2 separate regions of the Zea mays genome follow, and region 1 is linked to region 2. A link is a contact called in public Hi-C data. All regions are on one chromosome and are shown on one strand. Each heading gives the region's core, a stretch centred on a gene start, on an enhancer-like site or on the middle of the called end of the contact. The rest is flanking DNA. Distances are from core to core; before and after follow the strand shown.

Region 1 (4,879 bases), core at 377-2,876, 520 kb after region 2:
TTATGTCATAGCGAAACAATTAGAAGAGTGCGCTATAAGTTGTACATCGGAAAAATAGCATGTAAATCTATAGAATCAATTTTCATCTCTCACCCCATGAATTTGAGATAGACTTATAGGATAATTTTGGAAAGTGGTGGAATATCACATTCTAAAAAAATAGTCTATTCCATTAGTATGATTCCAATTCCTTAAAATGAAAGTGAACAAACGGGACATTATGGTTATTTACACATAAGTACTAACTGACAAGAGCAACTCCAAAAGAAGATTCAAACTTACCCCAAAAATATATTAGGGGAAAAAACTAATTTTGCTGGTTCCAACGGCACCTATATCCACCTCCGAAAAATTTCGCATCCCTCATCGGCGACCTTCGCTCCCGCATATTTTCGCGTGAGCATTCCTCCCCAATCCGTCAGTGCTCCCACGTTTTTTTTCTCACGTGCGCAATTGTCGTGGTCGAGGCGGCAAGCGGCAACGGTGGCCTGGAGAGGAGGTGGTGGCGTTCGAGGATTCGACAAGCACGACGGTCGACCGGAGAGGAGGCGGTGGTGGCCGGTGTGATGCTTCCCGCAAGGGATACTGCTGTTCTCATCGTGACTGTACGTTACAGGATGTGGAGGATCCTACATGGCATTTAGCCGACGATGAAGCTCTGGATTCTGACAGAGGAGGAGCGTTCCAAGATACAAATTTTTTTGGGTCTAAAACCTCGAGTGAAGAAGTTGGATGTCAGATTCACTTTTGCTTCTTGTAGCATGTTAGATTGATTTGTAGGACTAATTATTAAATTAATAATGACGGTGACTGCAAATTTTCTTGCCAATCGTTGTCTTATAGCTAAATGGCAACATGGACATTACAGATAATCAGTTGCTGCATCATTCAATCATTGCACACTGGCTCTTCAAAATAATTTTAGAACACAGTCGCTTGAATAATGTGTGAGTCTATCTCTAATTTTGTCATTCTGCAAGTCTAAATTTGTGAGTCTATAAGACTGAAATGCATAAAAGATGATGTTGAAGAATTTTTATGTTTAGCTTACTGAACCTGATCCTGATGTTGTTTGTCAACTGATGTCTCAAATTAGTTGTAAGAATAATTGAACAAGAGCAGCTAACGTGATTCATTAGTATTTTTCAATTGTTTGCCAGATGAATAACGAAGCACTTTTAGGTACCAATCTTAGATAGGAAGGCACTTCATTGTTCACTCATTCTGTAGGTCTTTTACCGAAAGAAATAAATATGTATGTTGAATTTGTACTTATCTTGTACACATTATGTTTTTGACATACTAAATTTGGCATATTTCAAGGGAACTGTGTTGTTGTATTCATATACTATTTCTAGTGTGTGGTGTATTCGTATACTCCATTTATCCTAATGCATGAGCGTAGGTGTCCTACAACCAGGTTGTGGGAAAATACTAACAGGACTGATGCAAATATGGACTACTACATGCTCTGGGCTTTTTTAGCTGGTCCACTTTTCATTTTAGTTTTCTATTTGGGGAACTGCTGGAGTAAAATCTTAGCCTGCCGCTAATAAGTTTTTGTTTGCCGCTAATAATCAGTTTTGGGGGAAAAATTTTTAGTATCCTTTTGGAGATGCTCTAAGTAGCTCAATGCCTCAATCAGAGACCTTTCGCTTTCGACTTGGCTTTCGTGTGGCAACGTCATTCGACAAGCCCATCCACAATACATCCCATCCTTCACCATCACAGACCCAGAGCCAATCAATAAAAATCTGGGTCAGTTTAAAAATCCGACACCTTTCCTCACTAAAACATGCTTGATCGTACCCGAGTTTTGTTTTTTATCACTTGTCGATCCGAACGAGCGAAGCCCGAGAAACTGCACCTAAAACCATCAGCCGGTGTTCTGCTTCTTGGTGCCCAGTTTGTCTCCGGATTAGCCGTCAAACCCGTCTCTGAACTCTGCTGCCATGTACTACCTTCTAACGACGCATGAAGTCGCTGGTCTTCGCGGACGCCTTTGGCACGCCTGGTTGAACTGAATTGTGACCCGTCGTTTACGTGTCGAAGAACGCCTTTGGAGTCTGGCCAGGAGACGACGAGGTCAGCCGATGGCCAACCGGGGCGCCATCGTCTGACCCGCTTCCCCTATCCGCACCGCAGCCTTTTAGTTTCGTCTCGTGCGGCGAGCACAAAATTCTTTGCCGCCTCCGCGACAACTAGGCCGGCCTGCAACGGGAATAACCGCCCGCCCCGCGCATAGCCTAACGGGGCAGCTTGCTTGGCTCTGATGCTGCCATGTCGCGCGCGCCTCGTATCGTATCGGTGCTGTTCCTGTTGCTTGGCCCCCTCCCCGTCTCCTTGGTCCACGTGACCGCCGACGGGCCCGTGACGGCGACGGTTCACCGGCAGGACGGCACCGCGTGGCGCTCGTTCAAGCAGCTGCTGGACGCGCGGCGAGGCAGCCACGTTGAGGGCCTCGGCGAGCTCAAGCGCTACCTGGCGAGGTTCGGGTACATGCCTGGGGCGGGGGCGGAGCACGAGCCGACGACGGACGCGTTCGACGCGCACATGGAGGCCGCCGTACGGCGGTACCAGTCCATGCTTAGCCTGCCGGTCACGGGGCAGCTCGACTCCACCACGCTGGACCGGATCATGGCCCCGCGCTGCGGCGTCGGCGACGGCGGCCACGCTGTGCCGGTATCCCTCTCGGGGTCGGCGGCGGCGAGCCCGGACGGCGCCGTCAGCCGGTTCACGTTCTTCAAGGGTGAGCCGCGGTGGACGCAGCCGGACCCGCTCGTGCTCACGTACGCCATCTCGCCGACCGCCACCGTCGACTACCTGCCTGCCGGGACCGTGCGCGCGGTGTTCCGGCGCGCGTTCGCGCGGTGGGCGCGGGTCATCCCCGTGGGCTTCGTCGAGACCGAAGACTACGAGGCGGCCGACATCAGGGTGGGCTTCTACGTGGGCAGCCACGGTGATGGGATCCCCTTCGACGGACCGCTCGGCGTGCTCGGCCATGCCTTCTCCCCGAAGAACGGGCGCCTCCACCTCGACGCCGCAGAGAGGTGGGCGGTTGACATGGACACGGAAACGGTGCACTCGGCCGTCGACTTGGAGTCCGTGGCCACGCACGAGATTGGGCACGTCCTCGGGCTGGGGCACTCGTCGTCACCCAAGGCGGTCATGTACCCGAGCCTCAGCCCGCGGGAAAAGAAGGCGGAGCTCACCGTCGACGACATCGAAGGCGTCCAGTGGCTGTATGGGTCCAACCCGGGATTCAGCCTCAGCTCGCTTTACCAGCAGGACTCCTCCATGGCGTCGGGAGGGAGCAGTTGGCTTCCTGCCTCGGCTAGATTAGTTTGTGCAGTTCTGGTCATGCTAGTGACGCACTTGTAGATAGACATGTCTATAATACACAAAAAGGATAAGAACAGAAACAGAATGAAAAAACACAATGATCCTGCTACAGGAGAGAATCTCTTGTGGGATTTTATCTTTGTTTTTGCACACAAATTGTGTGAGACTTGTGCCTCTCCTTTTATAGTTTGGTATTTGGACAGTAAAATTATTACATACATGGCCCATGTAACTGTACATAATCTTATCAGTCAAAAGTGTACATAATCTTATCAGTCAAAAGTGTGGACAAAGTGTTATCTACACAAGATATGTTTACTGGCTGCTACCTAGTCAAATATGAAATGGTGAGATGCAGTCATGCGGGCCCAGCTTCCTCTGCTTTCGAGGATTTATGTGCGACAGTCATTGACATCCCGAACATCTTCTTGATAGTCTTTGTGAAGCATGTCATGTGTTCATCAGAAGAGGCGTTGATGAACTCGTGGATGTGATCTCTCAAATCTGAGACAAATGATGTGCCGGGCACATTTTTTCGGCATGAAGGCAAATCACGTTTTGAACCATGTTGATGTGATCCTTGAGGTTCGGTGGTCATGAGATACTGCAAACAAATGTAAGTCATACCATGAGAAAATCAGCATTCCATCGAGACCAATTTATAAGGCAAGCACACGCATCAAGATTCAATCTTTACAAATTTTAAATAGTAATTTGGCTGGCATTTTTTTAACCGTTATAGTATAAATTAGATATGTTTGGATTTCTAATCCAATGAAGTATCCAATAACCGTAAGTTAAGTTTATGGGGAAAAAATGACGAACAGTGTGAAAGGCTCCAATACGAGTGGGGACTGGTAAGGCCTTGTTCGGTTGTGGGGACTGGTAAGGCCTTATTCGGTTATTCCTATGACACATGGGTTGGATGGGATTGAAAAATTTTAGTAATTTTAACTCGCTATGGATTTAAACCCAACCAATCCCCTCCAATCCATATGGATTGTGACGAAAATGAACAGGCCATAAATGAATAAACGAAGGCAAGCCTTGCCCACAAATATAAACTGTTTCAGACCCGACTCAATGAGAAAGATTTCACCATTGCACTAGACCTGCCCTTCAACCACGCGTTCATATTATAAACAATATATTTTAAAGAAAAGAATGTCCAAATGGTAACCTGGTAGATCATGCCATGTCAAACTAAGCCTTATAAACTAGTTTGGAGAGTAACCAAGAGAAACTGACAGAAAAAAATGCCAAACGTGTAGCAATTCTGTGCTCCTGAAGGAAACAACATTTACTTTACACAGCTAAGTGACTCATTTAATGAAAATAAGTTTCTCACTGTGATTTGACAGGACCACAATATAATCATACAAGTAAGAACATCATTTAGGTACTGTATCTTAACAATTAGAATATTTCCCATGTTAGGATAAGCAAAACAGCATACTTCAATCAACCATCATGAGTAGAAATATGAAAGCTACAATGCTGAATAGAAACACACAATTATTTGAACCAATCAACTCAT
Region 2 (5,211 bases), core at 2,597-5,096:
CTCAGTCGACTTATTTACCATCCCTTGGAGCATCTGGTGGGATTCTAATCGCTTGCGATGCAGATTTTTTTGATATGGTTGCTATTCCCTATCCATCGGTATATTCGTTATCTGTCAGGGTCTGCTCCCGCCTATGCGATGTGGCGTGGGACCTTACAGGAGTTTATGGCCCTCAACCTGAGAATGAGAAAATGTCTTTCTTAACAGAGCTGCGCAATATTCGAAATATGATGAAGCCGGAATGGTTGATATTAGGTGACTTTAACATGATAAGGAGAGCAAGGGAGAAAAATAAAGGTTCAATAAATAGAAGAGTGATAAGACAATTCAATCTCACAATTGACTACCTTCAGCTTTTAGAGATTGATCTCAACGGTAAATTATACACTTGGTCAAACGAACAAGACGACCCTACGATGACTAGAATTGCCAGATTTTTGGCGACTACGGAGTGGCATGATACGTTTCCTCAGGCTGATCTGCAGGCCATTGGGACCATGACCTCGGATCATTGCCCTCTAGTTTTGCAAGGTTGCTCAGATTTTGGTTTCTATAGGGGGTTTCGTTTTGAGGCTTTTTGGACAAAAATTGATGGGTTCAATGAGGTGGTTCAGCAAGCGTGGACGTCTAGTGTTAGTTCCTCAGATGCCATCCTTCGACTGCATGTGAAAATGGCCCGAACGGCTAAAGCTCTAAAGATCTGGAGTCGAAAGACTGTAGGCAATTTTAAAATGCAATTAGCAATCATTCAGACCGTCCTTACCTTCCTTGAGAAAGCGCAAGAATCCAGACAACTCTCTGGGGATGAGCTAGAATTTAGGAGAAGTCTGAAATTGAAAATCCTCGGAATTGTGTCAGTTCAAAAGGCAAGAGCTAAACAACATTCAAGACTCGTCTGGATGCGCCTGGGTGATGCAAACACAAAAATTTTTCACTTGATGGCAAATAACAGAAGAAGAAAAAACTTTATTAGATCGCTGGTTCGAGACGGTAGACTGCTCACTAGTCAGGAAGATAAATTGCACGAGGCCCATAATCATTTCACTCAAGTTATTGGCAGGGCAGGTGCTAGACAACGTGCTGTTCGTTGGGACAACTTAGGCTATAGCCCCTTTGAGTTATCAGATCTGGACTCTACGATCAACGATGATGAGATTAAAAATGTGGTTATGGGGATGCACTCTGAAAAGGCACCGGGTCCAGATGGTTTCATAGGGTTATTTTATAAGTGTTGTTTTGAGCTGATTAAGGATGATCTATTCATTGCTATTCATGATTTTTATAATCATAGATGCAAAAGCCTGCATCTTGTTAATGAGGCAAATATCACTCTTTTGCAAAAGAGGGAAGGGGCTGACAGGATTGACATGTTTAGACCAATCGGTCTCATCAACAGTTTTATGAAAATTCTAACCAAGATTTTAGCAAATAGACTTGCGCCAAGAATGAACGAGATCGTCTCCACTGCCCAGAACGCGTTCATTCAGAAACGATCAATTCATGATAATTTCCTCTACGTTCAAAAAGTTACTCAGAAACTTCATAAGAGCAAACAGCCAGCACTTTTTGTCAAGCTTGACATATCAAAAGCGTTTGACTCCATCAACTGGGCATATTTGATAGAGGTTTTAAGAGCTTTAGGATTTTCTCAGAAGTGGAGGAATTGGATCGCCACAATTTTGGGCACTTCCTCCTCCAAAATCTTAATCAATGGCCAACAAACAAATGCAATCAGGCACATGCGTGGTGTTCGTCAAGGGGATCCCCTATCCCCGTTCCTGTTTATTTTAGCTATGGACCCGCTTCAGAGGATGATTGAGATGGCGGCAGATGTTGGGCTTTTGGGGCGGGTTTTGCCGAGAGCAGCTAAGCTTCGCTGTTCTCTTTATGCTGATGATGCAGGAGTGTTTGTTAAAGCAGAAAAAGAGGATTTGAAAGTTCTGAAGAGGATCCTGGAAGTTTTTAAAGGGTGTTCAGGGCTAAAGATTAATTTTGATAAAACTGAAACTTTCCCGATTTGTTACCCTGAGACTCTCTGGCCAGATCTGATGGATGTGTTCCCTGGCAAATACTCAAAATTTCCGGGGAAGTATCTTGGTCTGCCGCTTCATTTCAGGACTGTTAGGAGAGTGGATTTTCAACCGTTAATCGATAAAATTACTAATAGGCTAGCAGGATGGAAAGGCAGGATGCTCTCTAAGGCAGGTAGGGAAACCTTGGTTAAAGCGGTGCTATCTGCTCAGCCTATTTACCATCTGACGATCTTTCCGGCGCAGAGATGGCTTCTTAAAAGAATTGACAAATTAAGAAGAAGCTTTCTTTGGAAAGGGAATAATCTAGAATTTTGCAGTGGGGGTCATTGCTTGATTAACTGGTCCACAACTTGTCTGCCAAAGAATAGGGGGGGTCTAGGAATTCTAGACCTGGAGCGTTTTGCAAGAGCGCTAAGACTAAGATGGTTGTGGCTACGGTGGACGGTTAAAGAAAAGGCATGGGCTGGCATGCCATTACCATGCGACAAGGTGGATGTAGATCTTTTCAATGCTTCAACAATTGTGACTATTGGTAATGGGAAGATGGCGGATTTTTGGGGTTCCAGTTGGATTGAAGGGCAGGCTCCAAAGAATATGGCACCAAATCTATACAAGAAAGCAAGAAGGAAAAACATCACGGTGTTCAAGGCTCTTCGAAATAATTATTGGATTCGTTTCTGCGCGCCGTTCACTCGGGAGGAGGAAGTGAGAGAATTTGTCTCACTTTGGCATTCAATCAGCAGACACAGCCTTAATGATCTCGATGACACCATTTTTTGGAGATGGTCGGCAGATGGGAACTATAGTTCAAGTAGTGCCTATAAAATTCAGTTCGCAACAAACTTCTGTAAAATTAAAATCAATCCCATTTGGAAAGCAAAAACTGAACCAAAGTGTCGTTTCTTTGCTTGGACTTTGTTGCACAACAAAATCTTAACTGCTGACAATTTGCAAAAAAGGGGATGGCCCTGCAATCATAATTGTTCTCTTTGTTCTTTGTCCCTGGAGACAGTGACTCATCTTTGTAAGGATTGTCCCTTCGCTGTGGAAGTGTGGAGCATGATTTTGTCTTGGGCTGAGCTGCAGTTCCTTTTCGGTATTTCAAAGACGGGAACGCTTAGCGAATGGTGGTATAGACTGAGGATGCTCTGTAGCAAGCATTCAAGAAAAAGTTTCGATGGCCTTCTAATTTATTTCTGGTGGAGCTTATGGGTGGAGAGAAACAACAGAATCTTCAAGGGTCAACAGAGAACGACAGAGCAAGTTGTGCAGATGGTGAAAGATTTTGTGGGTAGAGGTATGGCCTGCTAGTAGTGTCCGGGGGACTGGTGAGGGGGTTAGTTTTTTCCCCCCTTTTCTGGTGCCAGTGTCATAGCTAGGTCTTGCTTGGCTAGTTGTTTTTTGTGGTGGCGCCAGCTTTGGTGCCAGTATTTGTACAGTGTTTGCTCTTTTCGTCTAATATATTGGAAGGGCAATTCTTGTGTCTTTCCATTTCAAAAAAAAAAGATGATAAATGACCCATTGTTTCTGCATTTTGTAGCAGATTGTATGAAAAAAAAAACACAAAAAAAAAGTTATGTAGCTCCATTCTGTGATGCAAAAGTTAGTATTTTTCTGACGATCAAACCAGTACAGCACAAACAACCAAATCGATCCATAGAAGAAAGAACAGGAACACCCATGTATTGCCTGTTGGCAAACGATCCACGCTATGGCCTATGGAGCGACGACAAAGGTGGCTCCGGATCCTCCACGTAAGAATCCCTCGCGTCTCATATCTCTTGCTCCTCTCTTATTGGCCGCATCAGCATCACGGCACGCGCGTACTTATTCTTCTCCCCCGCCCTAGTTCTCTCCCTCTCTTCTCCTCCACACACCAAGCCTGCCCCGCCGATCGAGCACGTCATCATTCGCTCGCCCAGCTCGCGGGAGGAGCAGGAGCTAGGAAGAAGCAAACAAGCAGGCCGGGGGCCGGGGGGAGAGACAGAGTTCACAAACCACACAGGGAAGAGTGGTGGAAGGAGGAGGAAGAGGGGTACGTCAAGAGAGCGAGTTCATTATTCATACGTGCGGCGGCGACATCGTCGCGCGCACGCAGGATGTCGGCAGCGTCGAGCGCCACGTGCCGCGTATGCGGTGGCGCAGGGGAGTGCGCGTGCCGCCACGGCCACGGGATCGGCGGCGCGCGGTGCGGCGGGGTCGTCGCTGTCGCCGACCTCAACCGCGGGTTTCCTGCGTTGTGGCACCAGCCGGAGGAGGAACCCAGTGGCGCTGGCGCGGCGCCGGGGCTGCACGAGTTCCAGTTCTTCGGCCACGACGAGGACCACGACAGCGTCACGTGGCTGTTCACCGACCCGTCTCCCCACCTGCACCGCGGGCCGGCGGCCGCCGAGGTCGGGAACGGGGTGGCCGAGGCTGAGCAGCGGAGGCCGCCGCCGGTGTTCGACGGCGGGTACGCGCACGCACAGTACGGGGAGCTGCCGGGTCACGGCCTCACGTTCGACGTGCCGCTGAGCGGCCGACGCGGCGGCGAGGTGGCCTCCGTGGCGCCGGTTCTGGAGGCAGGGCTGGGGCTAGGCGGTGGCGGTGGCGGCGATCTGGCCACGTCCTCCAGCGCCACAATCGTGAGTGCTTGCGCTTCGGTTCCAAAATCTCTTTCCTGAATCATGATCGCCCCTGGACAAGTCTAATAATTTCAAGATGATGTGCATGCGGTTTGTGTTCGTATGTGCACGCTGAATTAACCGCTGACGATCGATGTGTCCCTCCAGGCTTGCCAGCCACACCACTGCTCGTGCTCGGCCATTTCAGTTTCGAGTAAACATGCATGCATCTTGACTTGGTGCAATCAATCTATCGCGCTAGCTTCCTGTAAAGATTCCGCTAGCGCACGTACATGATTCCGCTAGCTAGCTTAATTTGCATCTTTATATTTATCTAGCTGTTTGGCCCGATTAAAAGTGACTGAAAAATAGTGACAAAAGCCGCTGTCAATTTGTGGTCCAGCGCTCCAACTAGTAAAGGACTACGGAGGAATAGCTAGTCCAAAACATGAACCATCATGTGACTAAGTTTTCCTGTTCGTCTCTACCTATCCAATAGGATGAAGCCACATTATTATCAAAGCTTGACTGTGTTATTTATCTAAGAAGAAGGTACAGAAACTGCAAACCATGCA

What was found. Hi-C and Micro-C count contacts between places; a contact is called where the count stands out from the background.
Region 1: a Hi-C map of leaf mesophyll shows a contact between it and region 2, with 5 times the contacts expected there. The contact joins the promoter of LOC103637649 here to the promoter of LOC103637642 in region 2. A contact is called at or near these places in 2 of 25 Hi-C or Micro-C datasets (leaf mesophyll and an unstated tissue).

Annotation. Positions count from the first base shown.
Region 1 is chr1:91,890,664-91,895,542 of Zm-B73-REFERENCE-NAM-5.0, forward strand. LOC103637649 (metalloendoproteinase 1-MMP) reads left to right here and starts at 1,627. Exons shown (of 1, transcript XM_008660099.4): 1 at 1,627-3,645. The coding sequence starts at 2,281. The coding sequence ends at 3,381. It overlaps LOC100275326, which reads right to left. Exons shown (of 2, transcript NM_001327844.1): 2 at 3,490-3,946. The coding sequence starts at 3,940. The coding sequence ends at 3,701.
Region 2 is chr1:91,372,343-91,377,553 of Zm-B73-REFERENCE-NAM-5.0, forward strand. It overlaps LOC103637642 (transcription factor GHD7), which reads left to right and starts at 3,847. Exons shown (of 2, transcript XM_008660049.2): 1 at 3,847-4,657. The coding sequence starts at 4,133. It overlaps LOC103644775, which reads left to right. Exons shown (of 2, transcript XM_008667934.3): 2 at 1-18.